2 separate regions of the Mus musculus genome follow, and region 2 is linked to region 1. A link is a contact called in public ChIA-PET data. All regions are on one chromosome and are shown on one strand. Each heading gives the region's core, a stretch centred on a gene start, on an enhancer-like site or on the middle of the called end of the contact. The rest is flanking DNA. Distances are from core to core; before and after follow the strand shown. Region 1 overlaps Hdc (histidine decarboxylase). Region 2 has its middle 27 kb from the start of 1810024B03Rik.

The links. ChIA-PET counts read pairs in DNA pulled down with a chosen protein or histone mark.
Region 2: a contact with region 1 is called in an RNA polymerase II ChIA-PET map of memory CD8 T cells, with 5 read pairs. The contact joins two enhancer-like sites. A contact is called at or near these places in 2 of 115 datasets of contacts at active chromatin or transcription factors (embryonic stem cells and memory CD8 T cells).

Annotation. Positions count from the first base shown.
Region 1 is chr2:126,592,675-126,599,482 of GRCm38.p6, reverse strand. Hdc (histidine decarboxylase) reads left to right here. Exons shown (of 12, transcript NM_008230.6): 10 at 1,514-1,612; 11 at 4,545-4,646; 12 at 4,797-5,824. The coding sequence ends at 5,522. Among named protein-coding and RNA genes, the nearest start is that of Hdc, 23 kb to the left of the region's middle. Within about 2 kb of position 1,977, at least 88 of the 459 cell types and tissues checked have an H3K27ac peak or open chromatin away from gene starts, as enhancers often do. A contact at or near this core is called in memory CD8 T cells, where this site is marked.
Region 2 is chr2:127,178,265-127,185,228 of GRCm38.p6, reverse strand. No RefSeq gene overlaps it. Among named protein-coding and RNA genes, the nearest start is that of 1810024B03Rik, 27 kb to the left of the region's middle. Within about 2 kb of position 2,303, at least 362 of the 459 cell types and tissues checked have an H3K27ac peak or open chromatin away from gene starts, as enhancers often do. A contact at or near this core is called in memory CD8 T cells, where this site is marked.

The sequences.
Region 1 (6,808 bases), core at 728-3,227:
GAAGGGAGTCCCATGCTGGTCTTTAGGAGCTCGAACAGCAGACATTGGTTAAGGCAGTCTCAGGACCCACATGGTTTGGTTTTAGCAGAGTGAGAAGAACGGGATGGAGATTAAGCAGAAATCAGAGAAGTGCACAGCTCAGATACTTCCTGCCCCTCTCCAACCAGGTGGTCAGTTTACCATAATCATCTAGAAACCGGGACATTTTATAGGGGACTCTAAGCAGGCTGCGGCAGAGGTTCTGTCCTTTCCTAAGGTTTTGATGCCCTCTTCTGGCTGACAAAAGTCTCTCTCTCTCTCTCTCTCTCCCCTCCACCCTCCCCCTCCTGGTTGGAACTCCACTACACATATAGACCAGGCTGTCCTTGAACTCAGCAGGTCTGCCTGCTTCTGCCTCTCCAGTGCTGGGATTAAAGGCATGCACCATCATGCCTGAGAGTTTAGTGCAAGGAAACATACTGTCCTTGATACTGGAGTAATAAGCCAGCCGTGTCTACTCTGGGAGACTACAATGAAGCATAAAGATGGGGACATCAGTAAAGTTTTGGCAACTCCATGGAGAGAGGCAGAGGAATGGTCAACGAGATGGATATTTTTAGAGAGCAGAAATTGTGGCAGAGGTTTTCTGACATTTGAGGGGAAAGCTTAGGAGAAGTCACATTGCTTGTTAGAACAACTGCAAGTGTCCCGCAAACCGTTTGCTCTGTTTTCAGACCTGAGCACTAGGATTGGGAATTTTCAGAATCTATGGTAACTGCAGCTTTGAACTTTAAGCTCTGTTGAATTTGGTACCAGGACAGGGATCAGTTCAGACTGAGGCAGGGGTTCCTGTGCAGTCGGAAAGCTTGGATGGAGCATCTGAGGCCACAGGAATCTCACAGGTGAAAGCCAAAGCCAGTAGGTGGCAGCAAGATTAAGTAAGGACTGACCATCTTGGTGCCAGACAGACACACACATGTGATTCCTAGCTCACCTGTTTATCATCTAAACAGCCTACACTGCCTGGACAACTTTCTCTGAGGTTTTGCACTGTCCTCAAGCCACTTTCCTGGAAAGCACCTTTTGTCCTATGCCATTGATGTGCCCGTGAGGTGGCCCTGTGAAAGTCACACAGGGTAAGGAGCCAGGGCAGAGCTAAAGGGAAACCCAGGTCTGTGGGGCCCCAGGGTTTAAGCTCTTAATCACCATCCTAAAGCTACACTAATGTTGAGAAGAACAGACATAGAACTTTAATTTCTGCTACTCAAGGAACTTCTAGGAGTTTCTAGGCTGGGATGAAATACTTAAAACAGCAGTTTTCGAGAGGTCACGCTCGGTTCCAGGTCACAGGCTTGGAACTGTTAGTGTTACCCAGATAAGCTTGTCTTGGTTTGCTCCTTAGCAACAGCTTTGGGAGTCATGGTGACACCAGGGAAATCCCAGGAGTGCTCTGCAGGCAACACAGAATGCTAGGAGTGCCCGAGGGAGTGGGCACGTTGCTTCTAACCATGAGCTCTGTGTTATTTGTTTCTAGCATTGGCAGATCCCCTTGAGCCGGCGCTTTCGCTCCATTAAGCTGTGGTTTGTGATTCGGTCCTTCGGGGTGAAGAATCTTCAAGCACATGTCAGACACGTATGTTGCGCGAGAGCCGTGGGACTAAGCCCATGATTCTTTGCATTTTCCATGGGAAGGAAGACTTTGCCTCGGTTTTACAAATCTGCCCAGGGGATCCTTGGTTTGTGGCTCAGTGGTAGGGTGCGCAGAGGGACTTGAATGTTGGTTATGTAGAGGTGCGCTGATCTCCATGTAGTCCCAGTGGACTGTCTGTGATCTGTAGTTCACACTGTTTATTTTCTAAACAGTCACCACTAAGTGCAACTTCCTCTGTTCTGACATCCCTTGTTTCACCGATTTCCTGAGAGTCTCACCTTTCCTGTTGTTGTCTTTGAGAACTGAGCACTCAAAAGCCTAGTTTACGGAAAGAGAAAGTGAAAGTAGGTCAAAGAGCAGGGTCTATGGTCAAAGTAGGGCCGAGTCTTTAAGAAGGAGTGGCTGTCATGGCTCCCTGGTGAATGGTGTGTCAACACAGCCACACCTGCTCTTCACCTTCTAGGTGAGGTCTGTAGTGAACACACTACCTGTAATTGTGTCCTCCTCTCCCCTGGCCTCTGCTCTGTCTCATACACAGCTTGCCTCATGGGAGGGAAGAGAATAGGGCAGGAGGAGAATGTCTTATTAACTGGGAGACCTACTTTCTGCCGCCCAAGCCTTGGGAGAATCACCCTCCCTTGGATTTTAAAAAGTGAGGATGCTGACAAAGGTGGGCTCTGAGGGGACATTGTGGGGCATGTGAGTGAGACATGGAGAATTTTGACAGGGCAGGTGGTGAAAACAGGCCCAGAGGAAAGGAGTTATAGGGGAGAATCATAACCAGGTTAGAAATGGGGCATGGGCATATAAAGGCCAGGAGAACAGTTAGTATGCTTTTCCCGGACAAGGCCTGGACTTGCACATGAAGAACTTCTTAGGGATCAAGTGGGGACGTAGCTCCATTGGTACACTGTTTACTCCCCATGCACAAAGCCACTGTTTGACCCCCTAGTATTGCTTAACCTTCTCCTGGCAGCGCTTGCAGGTAGTTCCACAGTGGGGGGTGGAGGCAGAAGGATCAATGGTACCAGGTCGTCCTTGGCTACATTGTAACTTTGAGCCAGTCTAGGATCCATGAGAGAGAGCCTTTCTCAAAGAAAAGAAAAAGTTCATGAGGCGGTGGTAAGAGTTTGAAATTGACTGGAGAGAGAGAGAGAGTGGAGCAGATAGAGGAGCAGATAGAGGTTGGTTCAAATGGCACCGCCTCTTCATGGTCAAGGAAGACACCTGAAGCTCTGTCTTCTTTTAAAACGAAATATCAAGTGGGAGTTCCAGCCCATAAAAAAAAAATCACTTAGTGGGGCAGGAGAGATGACTCAGCAGTTAAGAGCACTGACTGCTCTTCCAGAGGTCCTGAGTTCAATTCCCAGCAACCACATGGTGGCTCACCACCATCTGTAATGGGATCTGATGCCCTCTTCTGGCATGTAGGTGTACATGCAGTCAGAGCACTCACATACATTAAATAAATCTTTAAAAATTAATTCACTTAGCAGAGAGTGTATGTGAGTCTCAGACTGGAATCTCTAGCCCTATCATGTGCTGTGTCTGTCACTTACTCCCCCCTCCCCACGCCCCCAGGTCTCATTTGTTGTTCTTGCTAGTCTGGAGCTCAAGGCTCCCCTCTCGAGTGCTGGCATTAAAGACTTAAATATCATCATTCCTGGCAACCTTGAACTTCCTCTGATCCTCCTACTGAAACCTCCCCATGTCTAACTTTATTCAGTTGTTGATTGAAGTCAGCATTTTGTGCAAGGTAGGCTAGTGGATTGCCAGTTGAGCCACAGCCCTGTCCTATATTCAAGCATTCTATGTAAATGTAAAACTCAAGAGAACCACAGGAAAATTTAAAAGTTCATAAAAACTTTATAAAAGATCAATATGCTATGAAATCTTTATTTTTTAAAAGATTTATTTATTTATTTTATGTATATGAGTACACTGTAGCTGTCTTAGACACACCAGAAGAAGGAACCAGATTCAATTACAAATGGTTGTGAGCCACCATGTGGTTGCTGGGAATTGAACTCAGGACCTCTGGAAGAGCAGTTGGTGCTCTTAACTGTCAGATGGTGGTTGCTGAGCCATCACTCCAGTTTTTTTTTTTTTTTTTTTTTTGGTTTTTCGAGACAGGGTTTCTCTGTGTAGCCCTGACTGTCCTGGAACTCACTCTGTAGACCAGGCTGGCCTCGAACTCAGAAATCCGCCTGCCTCTGCCTCCCAAGTGCTAGGATTAAAGGCGTGCGCCACCACCGCCCAGCTGATATTTTCTTTATTTCAGTCTGAAATCTTTAATTTTTCCATGATAAATATACAGGCCATATTTTAAAAACCTGTGTTTTAGTGTACAATGTAATGTGACATTGCCTATATTGAATAAGTGAGTATTGCTCTTCCCAGAACATTTCACCATTCCAAGGAGAAACCCTGAACCTATTAACCGTGGCGCAGGTGGTAGTGCTACCTAGAATACAGGCTCCCCGTGAGCCACGGAGTGCGATGAGCTCCATGAGGTGAGGCAGTTATGGCTCCGGCTGCACAGCCTCCTCTGCTTCCCTGTGGGCGCTGAGTTGGGCCCTTGCTGGCTCCCTTTGCCGATGCGGAAGCTGAGGAGTCAGAACAGGAGACTGAGTGCTGAGTTATAAAGCACTCGTCTTTTGAGTTCTGGAGCTAAGTTGAAAGAGGATTTTGAGACACAAGGTCTCTGGGTGGGTGTGAGGTGACAGAGACGAGACAGAAGTAGAGGTTTGTCAGCTTGAATATGAGCGAGATCAAATAGGGAAGACAGGCAGGCAGAAGGCACACAGGTCTCAGAATTTGTCCGTGTCTCTGGTCTAAAGTTGTTGAACAGTATCAAAGATGCAATTTGGTTTTGGCCTGTTAACCACAGTGTTCTTTATGTTTACAATTCCAGGGCACAGAAATGGCTAAATACTTTGAATCTCTGGTCAGAAGCGACCCTTCCTTCGAAATTCCTGCTAAGAGGCACCTTGGTTTGGTGGTTTTCCGTCTGAAGGTACTGTGCTCTTGCATGGCTCCCGGAGAAGGATGCTTCTACTCCAGAGTTGAGGGGGTACTGAGTCTTTCAGACCAGTAAATGCTGGGCTTCATGGAGCCCTTACAAGCAGTGTAATGTAGGATCCAATTATTTTTGTTCTTCTTATAGGGTCCTAATTGTCTCACAGAAAGTGTGTTAAAGGAAATAGCCAAAGCTGGCCAGCTCTTTCTCATCCCGGCTACTATCCAAGACAAGCTGATCATCCGTTTCACTGTGACATCCCAGTTTACCACCAAGGAGGACATCCTGAGAGATTGGCACCTCATCCAAGAGGCTGCTAACCTTGTCCTGAGCCAGCACTGCACTTCCCAGCCGAGCCCTCGGGCCAAGAACGTCATCCCGCCACCGCCAGGGACCAGAGGGCTATCCCTGGAGTCAGTCAGCGAGGGAGGAGATGACCCAGCACAGGCCCGGAAGATCATCAAGCAGCCAGGAGCCAGTCTGGCGAGAAGGGAAGGCGGCTCTGATCTGGAAACGATGCCGGATCCCTTTGATGATTGCTTCTCGGAAGAGGCCCCCAACACCACCAAGCACAAGCTGTCGTCCTTTCTGTTCAGTTACTTGTCCGTCCAGAACAGGAGGAAGACAACGCGGTCCCTCAGCTGCAACAGTGTGCCTATGAGTGCCCAGAAGTCACTCCCCGCAGACGCTTCACTGAAGAATGGGGGCTCCTTCCGGGCCAGAATCTTTTCCGGGTTCCCAGAACAAATGATGATGATGAAGAAAGGTGCCTTCAAAAAGCTGATCAAGTTCTACAGCGTCCCCAGCTTTCCTGAATGCAGTTCTCAGTGTGCTCGCCAGCTACCGTGCTGCCCCCTGGAGGCCATGGTGTAGAGTCCTCAATCAGAATGCAAGAGTGCCTGTGCTTCAGGGAGTTGGGGAACCCCTCGAAATTGCGTGCAGTTTGTGTGCTTATTATGTGTGTGTGCATCTTGAGGGAAGCAAGCCCATTATTTTGATCATAACCTCACAGGGTCTTCGTGATCCACAACAGATTGTAACTGGGAAGTTTAAGCGGGCATGCTCCAGAGGTTGCAGGCGCTTGTGTGATAGAAGGGGCTGAGACGGTGGCGTGCTGTTGAGCTTGTAATGTGAAAAACAACTTAGAAATAAATTGTGCTTATATCTAAAATAAAGCATAGTCTGTGTTAATTGACAGCCAAAACACAAAACATTGATGACAAAGCAGGTACTGTGTCAGAGGTGCAATCCTGTGTCCCGTCTTGCTTTTCAGAAGGCTGAAGATTAAACACAAACAAACAAACAAACAAACAAACAAACATGACACTGTAGCTGTCTTCAGACACACCAGAAGAGGGCATCTGATCCCAATTACAAATGGTTGTGAGCCACCATGTGGTTGCTGGGAATTGAACTCAGGACCTCTGGAAGAGTGGTTAGTGCACTTAATTGCTGAGCCATCTCTCCAGCCCCTGGAAATTTTAATTCCAAGAAAGTAGAATTGAAGGATCCCTTGGTAGCAAGCAAGGAAAGCAGCTTGCTGTTTGAGACAGGGGCTTACTATAGCCCAGGCTGGCCTGGAACTCACTCTGTAGACCAGGCTGGCCTCAGACTCCCAAGTGCTGGAATTAAAGGCATGGGCCTCCAAGCAGACACCAGCAGTCTGTATTGTTAAAGTATCAATTCTCAAGTAACTCTGTGGCTTCCACTGTGCTCATGGAAAGCTTTATGAGGGAGGCAGAAGTGCTGTCATTTATAAACTGCCTACTCAGGCATCTTAAAAAAACAAAACAGCAACAAGGCTCAGTGATTCCAGTGTGGGGCTGGATACACACTTTCAATGTAGAAGACAAGAGTTTAATTCCCAGTACCCATGTCAGGAGGTCTACAACCGCTTATAACCCAAGCTCCAGGGGACCAAATGCCCCTGGCTTCCTCTGACACATGAACTTACATACTCAGAAACAGACACAGACAGACAGATAATTAAAAATGAAATAAATCTTAAAAGAAGACTGACTCCTGACTTCCTTTCCCAGAAATACTGGGCTGGTTGTTATGGGGGTGGCCTTGGGCTTTTGGGGGGGGGTGTTAGGTACTCCAGGTGATGCTAATATACAGCAATTTGGAAGACCACTGAAAACTCACTAGATTCTAAA
Region 2 (6,964 bases), core at 1,054-3,553, 590 kb before region 1:
ACTCTGGTCTGAAGGCAGAAGGCATGCTCCACAGGCAAAACCCTTCACCTGTTACTGAAGTGAACAGTTCATTACATGACTCAAATGAGGAATTTTAAAACACTGGTGTGGTACAATCCTTTATCTCAATATTTTAAGAATTTTCATCCATAGGAAAACAAGGTTATTGCCCGGGGAGCATGAGACTGGGATCAAAGGTGCCTGAGTCAACATAGCTTCTCTTAGAAACAGTTCTAGTACAGGGAAGAAGATGCAGCTCTCCTAGAATTTTTGCACCTTCCCCAGAAGAAATCGCTCCTAAGTGATTACAAGATTAATTAAGAAAAATCTCTTTAATGACAGCATGCATTCAGCTCTGGCTAATGCTTAGAGAAGAGACAGCCAAGAACAGATTTTACATTCCACATATGCTGTCTCATGTAAGTCTCTCTTAGGTTCAGGCCCCAGGTTAAACAATTTAAATATGGACTGGAGACTGCAAGTCCCACAGATGGGAGATTTACACAGAAAAGATATAACCAGAATTATTTTTAAGTATACCAGTGCATTGAAACAGCAGGCCACTCTTTGGTGATGGGGTCCTGAGTTTGAGGTGCCGGAAGATGAGAAGGTTGGAAAAGTAGAAGAAAGCAGTGGTGGCAAACGCCTTTAATCTGAGTACTTGGGAGGCAGAGGCAGAGGTAGACAGATTTCTGAGTTCAAGGCCAGCCTGATCTACAGAGTTTGTTCCAGGACAGCCAGGGCTACACAGAGAAACCCTGCCTGGATAAATAAATAAATAAATAAATAAATAGAAGAAAGTATCAAAATTGTGATGGGGGTGTCTTGGATAGGCTGTCTATGCCACACAGGCTTCTGGAGAACAGCATCTTGTATACTTCTTACAGGGGGAAAATGGAACAAGATAGGAGACTTCTATGAAGTCAGCACAAACTACTATACAGTGAGAAAACCACAGGAAGGAGCTAATAAAAGAAAGCTGGAAAAACAGGAAGAGAGAATCTCTCAAAAACGTTCCTGACCAAGCCCACACTGGACTCGGGACTGATAACCATAGCCGCATGTGGTGGGATCTCAGGGTCTGAAGCAAGCCATCCCCGAAGGCCCTGGCCCCAGACCTCCACCCGCTCTCCCAAGCACCGTCCTTGCTTTAGAGAAGGAGCTCTATTTTATTCCCAGCACTTCAGGGCCTTAGGGGAAGCTCCCAAGCCTGAGCCCCAGGTTGGCATTGGCTCTGGAGACCTAGAAGGAGCTGTTCTATGCCTTGCTTGACCAGGCCAGTCCTCACCAAACAGTGTTTTTCCTTTTCAAAGAGTTATCACCAGCTGTAGTCTTGCCCATGTGACAAAACGATGCTTTTCTCAAGAAGAAAACCAGACCTTTATGGCACACCAGGCCTTAAAGTTGGTTGTGGCCCTATATTGCCCCTTGGAGCCACTTGTTAGAGACCTGCTCTTTGAAGTCAGGATGGGGCTAATTCATGATTGTAAAGCAGAGTTGTCTCCTACCTTATGGTTTGTGGACAAATGTCTGGACAATCCCGGTAAACTACCACATGTATTCTAGCATCCTATTCTCCAATCGGCCTTTTTAGCATAGCACATACCTGTGTGGAGTTTTAGGGGCAGTCCTCCCTCACCTACATTCGACTTGCCGCCACTACAAGCATTAGTCGATCCTTTACATCAATTTTACTCTTCTACATCACAGCTTAATATTTGAGTGCTATCCGACACACGAGATGCCTTTTACAGGCTCCACAAAATTAACTCGAAATGGGACTTATACCTAGCTATAAAATGCCTAAATGCTAAGGCCAAAACTTACAGAAGAAACTATAGAAACAAGGGCTCTCCAAGTTTGGCATCCTGCCAAGGGTATTTCTACACAGAAGCCCTTTCCCCAAATGCTTTGTGTAGATGCAGCCACCCTAGTGAGATTATTCCGAGCCCACAGCCGGGCCCAGGGAGAGAGAAGGACCACAGGGGAACCTCACAAGTAACAGCTTCTGTCAGGCTGCTGTTTACCACAGAGCCCCCTGGGCTCAGCCGCCTGCTCCTCCCTTTGTGGGAGACTGCCCTGCACTTAACGTGTCGGAACTTCTGGGCTTGCCTGAGCTCCCCGCACCCAGGAGCGGCACACAGAACACATCAAGCAGAAACATTCAAGACTGCTAGCTAAATTTAAAAGAGGAACTTGCAAGATCGCACCCGGAAGAGCCCGCCTTCTCTTTTGGGTGGCAGATCCGTCTGGATGTCCTAATTGGCTAGTGAATCTGGAGTGACATACACACCACCCATTGGATTAGAGTGTGCTGAAGGGACACAGCGGAATAATTCCGGGCACAGGTTGCCAGTCTGAGGCCAGTCCTTTCCCGGATCTGTAGAAATTTGCATTTCAGTACCACCTTTGTCTTTCTTCCAATTGCTTGCCGGTCTTTTTCCCCCACCCTGGTCAGGGGAAGACCCACAACTCCAATTTGCTCTTGGCTAAGTTACCCGCTTCTCTCCACTGTGGGCCACATTGCAAATTTGGAGCTTTCCAGAGCTCCAGTCACAACACTCAGTAGGCACTTCCGCTTCTTCCTTTTGGAATCATTGAGACTTTACTTAGGGAATGTTGATAAGTTCACATATAGGTTTGCCTACCCCTATGCATGCTATGTTAAATCCTCTTCTGAACTTGATCACAAGGTAAAAGCAGAGATTTTTAAGGGCATTCTTAGCTCAAAGTCATGCAGAAACATACGTAAATTATAAAAGTATTGGACAGAAATACCTCTAGAATGTTCATCTTCTATTACAAAATCTTAGCTAACCATCCAGTAAATGACGCTGTAAAAGTAGATGGCTAAGGAGCTCTTTGTTAATCATTATCTGTGATCTAACCAATAAATGTATCAAAATATATAGATACAAAAATGTATCAATGTACAGAAAGAACAGAGAACACTAATGCAGAGGACCAACCTCACCTAGGTCTGGGTTCCTAAGAGAAGGGGTGTTTGAGAGCAACAGGGAAACAAGCAACTTGAACTCAAATCATGGGTCCAAGCTGCTGGCTTATGTTCTGCTGAGATAGCATTCCAGATGAGATGGCTTCCCAGACTGCTTTCTCTGTGTCTGTGTGCTCTAGACTGATTTTACTTTCTATTCTAAAACCTCTGTGGTTGAGACAGCTAGCTTTCTGCGTGAGACAGCTCTCTCTGCTAGTAAAAATTCTAAACGCTCTCTGGATAGCTCCTCAGTTTTCTCACCAAAGTCAGAAAAACTGATCTAAAAAATTCTTGGCTTTTCCAATCAAGTCAAAAATACTGTTAGAAAAATTCTAAAAGTAATTCTTGGGTTATCAAAATCAGAAAGGAAAAAAAAATCTGCTGTGTTCACTCTTCACATAGCCTTCTCTGGATAACTGCTAGAAAACATTTTAACAGAGCTCTGTCACCTCTCTAAGTAATTCTTGGAATTTCTAACCTCAGACATTAGAATGTTAGGAAAAAATCTTGAAGAGCTGTGTTTGCTTTCCAGAGATATCCAGATAGCTCAGCTCTCATTACAGAAAAAACACTTTAAAAAGTACTGCAGTATCTTCCTGCTAGCTCATCATATACAGATCAAAAGCCTGGGTTTTTTTTATTACATATGAATTTGGTTATTTATTCCAGGATCCCTTTTGATTATCCTATGAATCATCTGCCCATAACCCCAGCTCCTTGATACTTAAGAGACAGCAAGTACATTTTATTTATTTATTTTAACAATGTAAAAGAATTCAGAAATCTTGCTTAACTCTGTTATGTAGCTGGGTAGGAGTGTGCTGGGGGGACACAGAGTAGTTGCAAGCAGTGGAATGTTTCTATTGAGGCTTACTGGGCTATCCTAGTAGGTATTTGGAAGACTCTGCTGCTGAGAGTGACTTGTACTGTGCAGACCTGGCCCAAGATGTTTCAGTGAAGAAGAACTTCAGTATCTGGCCTAGAGACTGTTTTTGGTGAAGAAGATGGTTCAGACCCTTGTCTGAAGAGTCTACCTGAGACTAAAGTAAAGAGATTTATATTAATTACATTAACAAAATAAGTCTTAAAAAAATCCCAGCAGAGACCTTGCTCTCTTGTTTTGTCTTATAAAGAGTGTTTTAATTAAAAGGAGCAAGCAGAGAAAGGAAAAATATAAAATGTATGTTTTAAGTATTAATGGGGCACCAGGAAGTGAAATGAAGCTGAATCAAATGATCAAGGAGATAAACAAAATATGGGGGTGGTAGCTTTGGTGCAAGATCCCAACCAACAAAGCTTAGATCCACGCATGATGGAACATGCCTTTAATTTCAGGAGACAGAGACAAGCAGATCTCTGAGTTCAAGGCCAGCCTTGTGCAGAGCAAGTTCCAAGTACAGAAAAGCTTAAGTTCAGGTGTGGTGGTACAAGCCTTTGATCCCAGAATTCAAAAGAGAGAAACATACAGATCTCTTAGTTCCATCCAGGTCAATCTACAGAGCAAGTTCCAGGACAGCCAAGGTTAGGCAAGGAAGAAATTGGAAAACAGAAAGATGGTGATAATGTAATAGAACAAGGAGGGCATGTTCCAGCTCAAACAAGCAGCATAACTAAGCAGTTTCAGCTATGAGGCTCTGGCTTTAGAATAAAAATCCAGAGACAGCCAATATTGTACCTTGCACTTCAGTTGGGTTTGGTAATGTTTAAGAATCAACCAGGTGTTAGTGGTTTTAATGGTATGAAGAAGTCATGGATAGCAGCTGAGGCTTGGGACTGTGAGAGACCCAGGAAGGCCATTGGTGAAGGTGCAGTTGACAGCCTACCACTGAAGGGTCATGCAAAGAAGTTAAGGCTCGACACCATGAAGAGAGTCCATGAAAGGATTTTGGTGGTTCCTAGTTGCAGCAGAAGACCACAGTGTATTGGAGATGCCAGCACCATAGGATGGTCACCAAGAACAGCAGCAGCAGTGAAGTAGAGTCAAGTGCTACAGAGAGCAGAGCTGGAGATATGACCCAAGTGAGGAGCAGGGAAGATCATGTGTGGATCCCAGATATTAAAACAAGAAGCTGCAACCTTAAAGTTGCCTTCGATACCCAAAGATGTTAGAGATGCTAGAGCCATGGAATATCTGCTGAGAAAAGCTACAGATAGAGTGGAAACAGACCAGGAGAAATGTTTGTTCCAGTCAACACAAAGATAAAAAGGACTTAGAGATCTGAAAACCACTTTGACATCAGACATGGAGATGCAGAGTTTGGAGTTTGCCCAACTGGTTTCCTGTCATGCTTTGGGATTACAATGAAGTGATTGGATGAATCTCAGAAGAGACTTTGAACTTTGGAATCTTAACATTTTTGAGACTACTATAACTAAGGGGAGTTTGTAATGTATTTTTTAAAATTATGCTATGGCTAAGTGTGGCCCCCATAGGCATGTAAGTTTGAACAAACCTATAGGGACCAGTTACTGGAATGTGGTTGTTTGAATATGATTGGTCCAGGGAGTGGCACTATTAGGAGGTGTGGCTGTAGGGGTGGGCATTAGGACCCTCCTAGTAACCAGTTGGGAGCCAGTGTCCTCCTAGCGACCTTCTGATAAAGATGTAGAACTCTCAGCTCCTCCTGCACAATGTCTCCATAGAAGCTGCCATTCTAGCCTTGATGATAATGGACTAAACTTCTGTACCTGTAAGCCAGCCCCAATTAAATGTCCTTATAAGAGTTTCCTTGGTCATAGTAAAGCCCTAAGACATAGGCAAAAACACTCATATATATAAAGTAATGTCTAAAATGTGTGTGTGTGTGTGTGTGTGTGTGTGTGTGTGTGTGTGTGTTGTCCAAGCTGGACATAGTAGTGCATTTCTTCAATCCCAGTACTCAGACCACAGAGGCACACATACACACACAGGAAAAGAAGAGCAAAATTAATAGCACAGATAAAAGAAGCACTATAAAGCTGGAACAATACAATCACTCTGAACATCATATCAGTTATTTAGAATATACAATCATTTTCAAAAACTAATATTGCCAAGCATGATAGCATGATCCCAGCACTTCAGAGGCAAATATATGTCTATGAATAATTTGAGGCCACACTGTTCTACACAGTCACTTCCATAGTATAGCATGGTGGGACAGACATATGTTTCCTATAATGTGTCTGTGGCATTGCCATCAAAGGAAATTACAAAAAAGAAAAAAAAAAGAAAAAGAAAAAAAGAGAAAAAAAAGAAAAAACATGAACATAATAAAAATTCTGAATGGAGTTACTAGCAGCAGCTAGTTGAGATATGATCATTAAATCTTAGGAAGAACTATTTACCACAGGGATCCATAATTCAAGTTGAAAGCCCTTTCTCCATTTGGAAAATTTAACACTCTCTTATCAGTGATCTCCTTATTGCAAAGAAAGAAAATCTTATTTCTGCTTAGGATTCCATTAAGGGTAGTTTATCTTATTGCCCTCTTTGTCATACTTCTTGAAGTCATTACCCTTTCTGAATCTTCTCGACAGACTGAGACTTCATTGAGGTAAATGTATCCTCTCCTAGGTCTCGGGTAATGAAAAGTGTTTGTTCTTGTGTCTTTAACTATGATTTCTCTGTCTTTTGAAGAGTCTTCATGTTAGTTTTATTGCTGAAAATAAAATTTGAAATGAATTTATTTTTTAGCATCCACAATTAAATCCTTTCTTTTATAAGAGTTGCATTGGTTGTGGTGTCTCTTCACAGCAAAAGAACAGTGACTAAGATATCATTTTAATATGGGTTTTTGTGGGAGTGTGTGTGTGTGTGTGTGATGTTTTGTGTATATTAAATTTTAACCAGGATAAGTATTGAAATTCATATGTGAAATTCCAAGTGGTAGCATATACTTTTCTAGGAAGAGCTATAGCCAAGAAAAGAGGTTCTCATTTTCCAACATTATTACAATGTGTTTGTTAATTTTTACTGGAAGTCATTAT